3 separate regions of the Mus musculus genome follow, and all the other regions are linked to region 3. A link is a contact called in public promoter capture Hi-C data. All regions are on one chromosome and are shown on one strand. The core of a region is the stretch at or near the end of the contact, and the rest is flanking DNA. Distances in the headings are between cores, read along the strand shown.

Region 1 (2,851 bases), core at 34-2,533, 2.2 Mb after region 3:
CGGAACTCCACCCAGCCTTCGGTATAGTCCTTGCTGTACTTAGCTCCCTTCTTTCCTCCTGCGGCCGCGGCTGCCTTCTTCTTGCGTTTCACAAAGTGGTCTGTAGGCCAAACACAATGAACATCCCATCAAGCACCCACTGAGACACACCTCAGTTTAGCCGTAAGCCACACCTGCTGGTTTAGGCGCTACTTTACAGGGATTGATGAAACACGGCTGTCTGTAAGGGGCAGCTCCTCCTTTCCTTAATTCATGCCTCCCTTCAAATGACAACTTCTTGAACATTAGAACAGCACCAAGAACAACACCAGTCCCCACCTCCATTTCCAAGTTGTGCATGTCAAGAGGTGGAAGAGAGCCAGGCATGGTAGTGCACGCCTTTAATCCCAGCACTTGGGAGGCAGCAGCAGGCGGATCTCTGAGTTCGAGGCCAGCCTGGTCTACAGAGTGAGTTCCAGGACAGCCAGAGCTACAAAGAAACCCTGTCTCGAAAAACAAACAAACAAACAAACAAACAAAGGTGAAGAGGCTGAAGGAGGCTAATCATACAGTTTCAGGGACTATTTGAAAATTGAGAGGGCTGGAGAGATGGCTCAGTGGTTAAGAGTACTGACTGCTCTTTCAGAGGTCCTGAGTTCAATTCCCAACAACCACATGGTGGCTCACAACCATCTGTAATGGGATCTGATGCCCTCTTCTGGTGTGTCTGAAGACAGCTACAAAAAGTAGTAAGTAAATAAAATTTTAAGAAATAGAAAGAAGAGAAGATCGTGGGTCTCTTTCAGGCCTTATTAAACCACTCTCTCTATCCACTCACCCTCTCCATTTCCCTTCCCCGCCCCTGCCTGCCACCTAAAGGACGTGAGTACTACACACTTAGCAGCTAGGAAGGGGCCACAGCCTTCCAAGAGCCAGCACCCCACGCCTCATTCGTGTACAGCCAAGAAAATGAGTCGCGCCCGGCTGCCCGCATCGTCACCTCTCCTTTCGACGCAGGGCTTACCCTCGGCCTGGAAGAAAACGCGTCCCACCTCGCCGTAGGCGCTGAGCAGGTTGCGTACGTGAAGGGGCCGGAATCGCGGCGGGACGTGGCCCAGGTACACAATCCCCGGAACTACCTTCTTCTTCTTCTTGCTGCTGCTGCTGCAGGCCGTGTCCTCGGGCTCCTCCTGATCCTCCGCCGCCTCTGCATTCGCCTCTTCCTCCATCGCAGCCTTTTGCTGCTCCACCAACTCTCCCGCTTTCACCATGGCAAGATCTGGGGAGCACGACAGCCGTGAATCTGTCGCCATCTGATGACGCACATCCTGCGAGCCAATCTGCGGTCGGGGCCAAGAAATGACGTAAATCCTGGGTGCGGAGGGGCGGGGCAGAGACAGACTGGGCGGGGCGGGAGGGGCGAGGCCAACAGACTGGACTGAGGAGAAGGGTTGGGAGCCGCAGGACCTGGGTCCCGGTAAAATACTTCCGTCGCGCGCAGCCCTCATCTGAGGCAAGCTCTCACGGAATATTTTTATTTTTTTTACAAATGTGCATGAATGATTTTTGCCTCCATGCATCAAGAGCGTACCCTGGTGCCTCTCGTGGGATTTTTACAGAACAGAGTGTTGAAAGAGTGTGTTGTAGAGACCAAAACAGCATTTTCTTCCAGGTCTGTGGTGCGAATGTGGTTGAAAGGTTAACACACATTTTAAAAAGTTTTATGAAGTTCAACTTGTAAACTTCAGTCTGAGCCTTGAAGTTTTAATTATTTGAAGTTTCAACATATTATTTGAATTTTTATTTTATTATTTGAATTATATGAAGTTTTAACATTTTAAAATTAAAGTTTTTGAAGCAGCTTATAAATTTGCACGCATTCTTTTGGGATTTTAATTGGAGTTGCGGTTTTAAAATTTTAAACGCGCCTTTAGTAATTTTACATTTCACCTTGTGAATACTTAAATCTGTAACTGTTTGAGTAAAAAGCTGAGTACTATTGTGTTCGAATCTGTGCAAGTTGATGAGCGAAAGGTCCGGGTTGCAGGTCTCAGCCTCGGACCAGCCGCCAGGGGGCGCGGTCCGCACATCAGCAGGCCGCCTCGCTTTTGGGACCTACACGCCAGGGCCAACGCAGAGGCGGGCCACAGCAGCTGATGACGCTCGAGCGATGATGCCTCTGCTAGAAATGATGTACTAACCTCCCCTCCTGCTTAACGGACGGACGGAGAGCAGGATGATCCTGAGGACTCAAGTTGTCCCTCGTCAAGGCCCTACATAATATTTTATCCTTCATCATCACGATGACATATAGAAGACAGGGCAACTGTGTCCACAGACTCTGGGCGTTATTTGTAAAGCTGAGGTGCTTCTGAGGACCTAATAACTAAACCTGACTTTGGGGACTTGCATTGAAGAGAACTTGCTGTTGGTTACCTCTGCTCCTTTTATGAAAAGTGAATATGGAGAGAAAAGACCCCTACTTTTAACTTTTAACTGACTACTTCACCAACAATGATGACACTTGAGAGCGTCTTATAGTTACTTCAAAACATTGAGAACTGGGGGAGGGGCACATGTAAAGAAGACACAAGAGTGTGGTGGCTAAGTGGCTTTCTGTACTTTGCACGTGCTTGAAATTATTGTTAATGAAATATTTGTACACATTAAATGCCAAATAAATGCCAAGTAAACTGGAAGTCGGGGCAATCCTGTAATCCTCAGCTCTTGGGAGATGGAGAAGAAAGGAAGTTCCAGACCAACCTGGGCTACAAGAGACCCTTTTAAATTTTAATTTATATATTAAAATTATGTATATATATGAGCATAGAGAGGATCGTGAAGAATCATTGAGTCGTCAATGAGTGAACAT
Region 2 (2,916 bases), core at 390-2,889, 2.3 Mb after region 3:
GGTACTCGGATTAAAGGCATGGACCACCACAACCAGGTTGATTTTTATTTTATACAACCACCCTTTCCTGTAGATTTGAAAGTCTCTAGGTATTAGAATACCCAAGAATGTGTCTCCCTGTAGAATACCTCATGAGGCTGTAATCTCTCACCTGTTACTATAGTAATGGTGTGCATTTGTGTGTATGTGTGTATATTTGCTTATCTAACACAAAATTGAGAGAAGAGGACGAAGCCATAAGTTTCACTGTTCTCACACCTCTTAGGGATTTTTATCGCCTGTTTTTAATCTCTACAAAATAGTACAAGCCTTACTACAGAGAATAATCTGCTGTTTTTCAGGATGTAATTATATTTTGGAGTTAAGACCAAAACCACATTTGTGATATTAGCCTCCACAGTCATGAGTGGGAATGAGTGAAGCTTCTTATGGTTTCAAGTTTGTAGTCCCATGGTTGATCCCTTTTCCAGAAACTTTATTCTTGCTGCAGTTATCATAATGATAACTGACTATGAAATGTTTAAGTCCTTTGGTGGATACCACCTGCTAATTCTTTTGTTTGTGACAGACTATATTATATATGTAATATATGTAATGAGGTCAGCAGCTATCATGGAAATTAAAAAACAGATTTTCTTTCACATTCTGCTTGTTTTTAATAATGAAATTCAAATCATTTTAAAACTGGAAATATGCAGAAAACTGTTGTGATAAGTGTTGGCAAGGGGAAACAGCTGCATAACACAGGTCCTGAAACACGGCATATAACACAGCTGTAAACTTTGTACTCTAAACACGGAGTGAGTTGCTAAGTCAGGTTATATCTCACTGTTCTTCAGCTCCCAGTTGCTAAACTTCTGTTCCTTCTTGACCTAGGTATCTTTTTTCTGTACATGTGATAGTTGGTGTACATTTCTCTATCAAATCTGAAAAATATGTGCTTTCAGCTTTTGATCTACAATAGGGATGGCACAGACTCATCACGTCTCCAGAAAATGGCTAAATCACTAAAACAGGAAAACCGAAGGGGAATTACACACTGGTATCTCAAATATCATTAAAAAATCCAATCGATATTTTCTACAATAATCATTCCCCCGGTATGCACTGCTTTCCCATCTAGTGCCAATTCCTACAGCTTGGTGCAGATAGCCCTGGAAGCTTGTGTTGTTGCTTTCTCGAAAAACTCAAATTTCCCTATGTATTTCCGTGAAAACAAGTTATTTCATAGAGTCCTGAAATGATAAGAATGTGAGGAACCATGTCCTGAAACAAAAGTTTGCTAATGACCGCGAGAGAAGTAGTATTTTTAAGGAAAACCTTAAAGTTGTCCCAATTTTCGTCAAGTTTGAAAGAGAGTTGGGGCAATCAGAGAAGTTTCAGGGTGCCGATTTTGAACATAGGTGCACAAATTAAGGCAAGAATGTAGCCTACAGGCTCTCGGATCAGTTTCCCCCAAGTCCCTAATTATTTCGTGCCCATATTTTTTATATTTTTATACTTTTTTGAGGGGCAACAAACACAGCCACAAGGCAAAGCTGAAGATCCTTTCTCTGGCAACGCGGCGCACGGCGCACGGCGCAGGGAACCAATCACCACGCAGCTTCTCTCTATATAAACCCAGAGCCTGCAGCACTGGGAACAACCTTCTCTGACTGTTTGTGCTTACTTTTTGCTTTACTAGTAAAGCTTAGAACATGTCCGAGACCGCTCCCGCGGCGCCTGCTGCCCCTGCACCTGTGGAGAAGACACCTGTGAAGAAGAAGGCGAAGAAGACCGGCGCCGCTGCTGGGAAGCGCAAGGCGTCCGGACCCCCGGTGTCCGAGCTCATCACCAAGGCTGTGGCCGCCTCCAAGGAGCGCAGCGGCGTGTCCCTGGCTGCGCTCAAGAAGGCGCTGGCGGCCGCGGGGTACGATGTGGAGAAGAACAACAGCCGCATCAAGCTCGGGCTGAAGAGCCTGGTGAGCAAGGGTACCCTGGTGCAGACCAAGGGCACCGGCGCCTCCGGCTCCTTCAAACTCAACAAGAAGGCGGCTTCCGGTGAGGCTAAGCCCAAGGCTAAGAAGGCAGGCGCGGCCAAGGCCAAGAAGCCTGCGGGAGCAGCCAAGAAGCCTAAGAAGGCGACTGGTGCTGCCACACCCAAAAAGACGGCCAAGAAGACTCCGAAGAAGGCGAAGAAGCCTGCGGCGGCTGCCGGCGCCAAGAAAGTTTCCAAGAGTCCCAAGAAGGTGAAGGCTGCTAAGCCCAAGAAGGCAGCAAAGAGTCCAGCCAAGGCCAAGGCTCCCAAGGCTAAGGCTTCCAAGCCTAAAGCTTCTAAGCCGAAGGCCACCAAGGCAAAGAAGGCTGCCCCTCGCAAGAAGTAGAGTGGTGCGTCCTGCTTTGAAAATCTCAAACGGCTCTTTTCAGAGCCACCCACAACCTCATTCAAAAGAGCTGAGCCTTTTTCTGGTTTTCTCATGGTATGTCCGCTGACTCTGGCTATGTGTTCCGAAGCAGATCAATTCTGTGCACTTTGTTATGGGTACATTTAGGAGCATCTATAAACTCTAGTTGAGCGATAGATTGTATCATTTTCAGCTCTAGCTGGACTTCTGGCCGGCAGTTTTTTGCTTCTGTGTGTGCTCCACACACGTGTTCATATTCCAAGAGTTTGGCGGGAAGTCCTTTCTAATGTCGCCTAGGCGTGATAAGGCATTAGGGGGGTTCTCTAGGAAGCTACTCTCACAATAGTGGCTACAGGCTGGAGCCTCTGTTTTAAGTTTTCCAATCCGGCTACACAAGGTGGTTTTGAGAATTAACCAATCAAGCCGTACTTTCAGTCATGGGTGTTGCACCAATCAGAGATTGTGATATTAAGATTTACATTTACGTACTGGGACGCTGGCGTTTTTTCTCTGTCCCCGCCCCTTTGTTCAC
Region 3 (3,152 bases), core at 648-3,147:
TGTTAGGGCTCTACATACATGGAATAGATTTCATGGGGCACATTTACCTCTGACATTTAAGGAAGAAGAAAAGAAGGGACAAAGTCCTAGACCATGTAAAGAGTTTGGGTATCTTTAAAAAATCCAGTTATGTTATGTCAATGGGTTTTTGTTTTAATCCCAGGTGTGGGATAAGAGGCTGCTTCAAAGCAGGTGATTATGATCTGTCTCATGCTCTAGTAGGGGCATAATTGTTGCTAGGTGGAAACAGTTTACATTTGGAATTCTGGGGACTGTGGAGAGGGGATAAATGCCAGAGAGGGACCTTGGCGATTCAAGAAGGCTGCTCCTCCTCCTCTTGTTGTAGTCTGCCAAATGGTTGTGAACAAAGAGACAAGAAGTTGGAGATATCCTGACATGAAGATTGGACTTGCCTCAAGGAACTCCAATGACTCTAATTAGCAGGAAGTAGTCTAAAGAGGTCTACACCCACTTTTTCCTCTAACTTTCCTCTTCTACCTAGTGTTGGGAGGTTGGAAGGAATTAGGGTAGAATAAGGCATGGAAGGGTGGTAGGTATAAGAACCCAATAAAATAGATTTAAAAATAGGGCCCACAGGTCTGCCTGAGGATAATACATACCATTGTGCCCAACTGAATTTTGATCCCAATGAGACACAGTTACCCAGTTCTGTTTATTTTAAGACTATCCTTCAACAGCCTCATCTTTTTTGTTTTGCTTTTTCCAGGAGAAATGAGAGGTTGAGAAGTTTTTGTAATTTCAGTTAACAGTTTGTTTGTGGTACTCAGACCCTCTAGGTACCACTAAGCCCCACTCTAGCTCAAGCCTTAGACAGTCTTGAAAGGAAAGGGTTATGGCTGTGTGAGGCCTACTGCTTCCCTGTGAGGGGTGGAAGTTGTGTGGATGTAAATGTCCTTAAGGCTATCCTAACATTCAAAATGCTGTGCTGTATTCTTTTTCAAAGGCATTTCCAATATTACCCATCCCAATTCAAGCTCTACTGACTAAAGTCTCCCACGGTGCCTGGTTCCATGATCTGAAGTCACAAGTGCCTCCTTACACCCAGTGATAAGAAGAAATTAAGCCAGGAATGGGGGCCCAAAGACTACAACAAGATGGTTCTGGAAGGACCTTGAATACTACCTTTGAGATGGGTTGGGCGATGCCCAGGGCCTGAGTGCAGGCTCCTGAATGTCCCACACAGAAACACTCAGTTCCCTGACTGGTTTTCATTTCCTGTACACAAACACATGATACAAAATGTTTATTTTAAACCTACACAATTTGGACCTTGTAGTGGTTAGGTTTTTTTAAGTTGACAGAAAAGCGACTTGGGAAGCAGGAACTCTCAGTTGAGGAATTGCCTCTATCAGACTGGCTGTAGGCAAGTCGCTGGGGGCACTTTCTTGATTAATGATTGATGTGGGAGGGCCCAGTCCATTGTCTGCAGTGCCAGCCCTGGGCAAAAGGTCCTGGGTTATATAATAAAATAAGCTGAAGCTGGGCAGTGATGGCACATGACTTTAATCCCAGCACTAGGGAAGCAGAGCCAAGTGAACTCTGAGTTTAAGGCCAGTCTGGTCTGTCTATAGAGGGATTCCAGGCCAGCCAGGACTACACAGAGAAATCCTGTCTCTAAAAAAACCAAACCAAACCAAAGCAAAACAAAACAGTAAGTGGAGTAAGCCAGTAACTGGTTTCTACATAGCTTCTGCTTGAGTTCCTGCCCTTGCTTTCTGTTATGATGGAGTCTAACTTCTAATATGTCTTAAACCCTGTTTCCCTAAATTGCTTTTGGTCATAGTTTTATCACAGCAACAAAACTGCGGCAGACTCTGAGCCACAGAACCTCTTAGGCGGATGTCAGAGTAGATGATGTACACACACACAGTCTCTTAGTTTCCCAGCCGGAGGGATTGTAGCTAACGTGACCACATCTGGAATCAACTAAATGCCAACCGTCTGAGCACATCCGGGGGAGACTTTCTTGATGAGATTATTTGAGATAGGAAAATACACTCTAAATCTGAGCTTCTCCTGGTGACACCTCACAGAAAAGGACAGGAAAGATGAGAGCTTTTGCTTTTTGTTTGTTTGTCTTCACACTTGCTGGCAAGTTCATCTGCTCTGTGGCTGAAGCCTTTCTGTCCTTCTCTGCACACCCCCTTCCCCACCCCGCCCTGCCCTCATAGCTCTGCTCCGGTCTGGTCTATCTGCCTGTCTACCTGTCCACTTGTCTGCCACTGCCCTTTCCCCAGGATCTCATTCTCCTCCCTTCCCTCTTTATATCAGACCTGTTGCATGGCATAATTTCTCAGAGGCACACATTAGCATGGACCCACCAGGCATCCCCTTACCGAGTTATATTTCACAGCAGTAAAATCCAGTGATTCCATCCAGAGGATACTGGGAAATCCCCTAGGAGCTGTGGAAACCAGGGGTTTCTGAATCAAACAAGAAAATGCTTCCTTATGTGTGTTCTCAAGGTCTCAGCCACCCCACCCCACCCCACCCAGCAAGAAAGATGAACTGTGACTCCGTTGTAAGGAGGAGCTTCTTGACATCTTGGGGTGAAACTGTGCGTCTGGTGATGTGCTCCTGTAAACAACCATTCCTGTTTCAACCCAGAGTCTGGCACCAGCTTGAGTGACTGTCAACACAGCCAGTACAAACGCAAGGGGACTGGCCGACAACAATAACAACAGAAAAATAGCCACGGGGATCTGCTGCTCTTGGGGTTTTGTTTTGTTTTCGATTAGAAGCAGGGACTGTATCCGCCTTCCAAGCTCAGCTCCTTCATTTCTTTCTGCCATGTCCCTGGAAGGTAAACACGAGTTGGGGGATAAGGCCTAGAGTCAGAACATTTGCCTAGCCATGTGAGAACTTGGGTGTAAATTAATATTTATACCAATAAGGACACGACACCAGAGATGTAAATTGAGGTAAAACCCTGCTAGCTCACCGAGATAACTTTATTTTCTTAACTATATACAAAGTATCTATTTACAAGCCCGATCCTACAACTAAACTACTAGCTCTTTAGAAGTCTCTATGTGTCATTCTACTGAGCTAGTCTGCCTTTCTCTTGAGTGCCTCCAAACCCAAGAGGGCCCCTTGGTTCTCTTTCCTAGAATACTGTGTAACCTGTGCCT

What was found. Promoter capture Hi-C pulls out the DNA fragments that hold promoters and counts their contacts.
Region 1: a contact with region 3 is called in a promoter capture Hi-C map of liver, with 11 times the contacts expected there. The contact joins the promoter of Abt1 here to the enhancer-like site in region 3. A contact is called at or near these places in 6 of 39 promoter capture datasets (embryonic stem cells, hippocampal neurons, liver and 1 more), 3 of 484 Hi-C or Micro-C datasets (cerebral cortex, embryonic stem cells and muscle stem cells) and 15 of 115 datasets of contacts at active chromatin or transcription factors (the SCID.adh cell line, craniofacial prominence, embryonic forebrain and 8 more).
Region 2: a contact with region 3 is called in a promoter capture Hi-C map of the 3T3-L1 cell line, with 6 times the contacts expected there. The contact joins the promoter of H1f3 here to the enhancer-like site in region 3. A contact is called at or near these places in 7 of 39 promoter capture datasets (the 3T3-L1 cell line, cranial neural crest, embryonic stem cells and 4 more), 2 of 115 datasets of contacts at active chromatin or transcription factors (astrocytes and embryonic forebrain) and 1 of 9 other capture datasets (liver).

The regions. Positions count from the first base shown.
Region 1 is chr13:23,422,583-23,425,433 of GRCm38.p6, forward strand. Abt1 (activator of basal transcription 1) reads right to left here and starts at 1,284. Exons shown (of 3, transcript NM_013924.3): 1 at 1,004-1,284; 2 at 1-100. The coding sequence starts at 1,250.
Region 2 is chr13:23,553,393-23,556,308 of GRCm38.p6, forward strand. It overlaps H1f3 (H1.3 linker histone, cluster member), which reads left to right and starts at 1,640. Exons shown (of 1, transcript NM_145713.4): 1 at 1,640-2,415. The coding sequence starts at 1,698. The coding sequence ends at 2,363.
Region 3 is chr13:21,235,429-21,238,580 of GRCm38.p6, forward strand. All of the region lies in intron 1 of Gm32525 (a long non-coding RNA gene), which reads right to left. Among named protein-coding and RNA genes, the nearest start is that of n-TAagc17, 3.0 kb to the left of the region's middle. Within about 2 kb of position 1,898, at least 6 of the 459 cell types and tissues checked have an H3K27ac peak or open chromatin away from gene starts, as enhancers often do. A contact at or near this core is called in liver and second pharyngeal arch cranial neural crest, where this site is marked.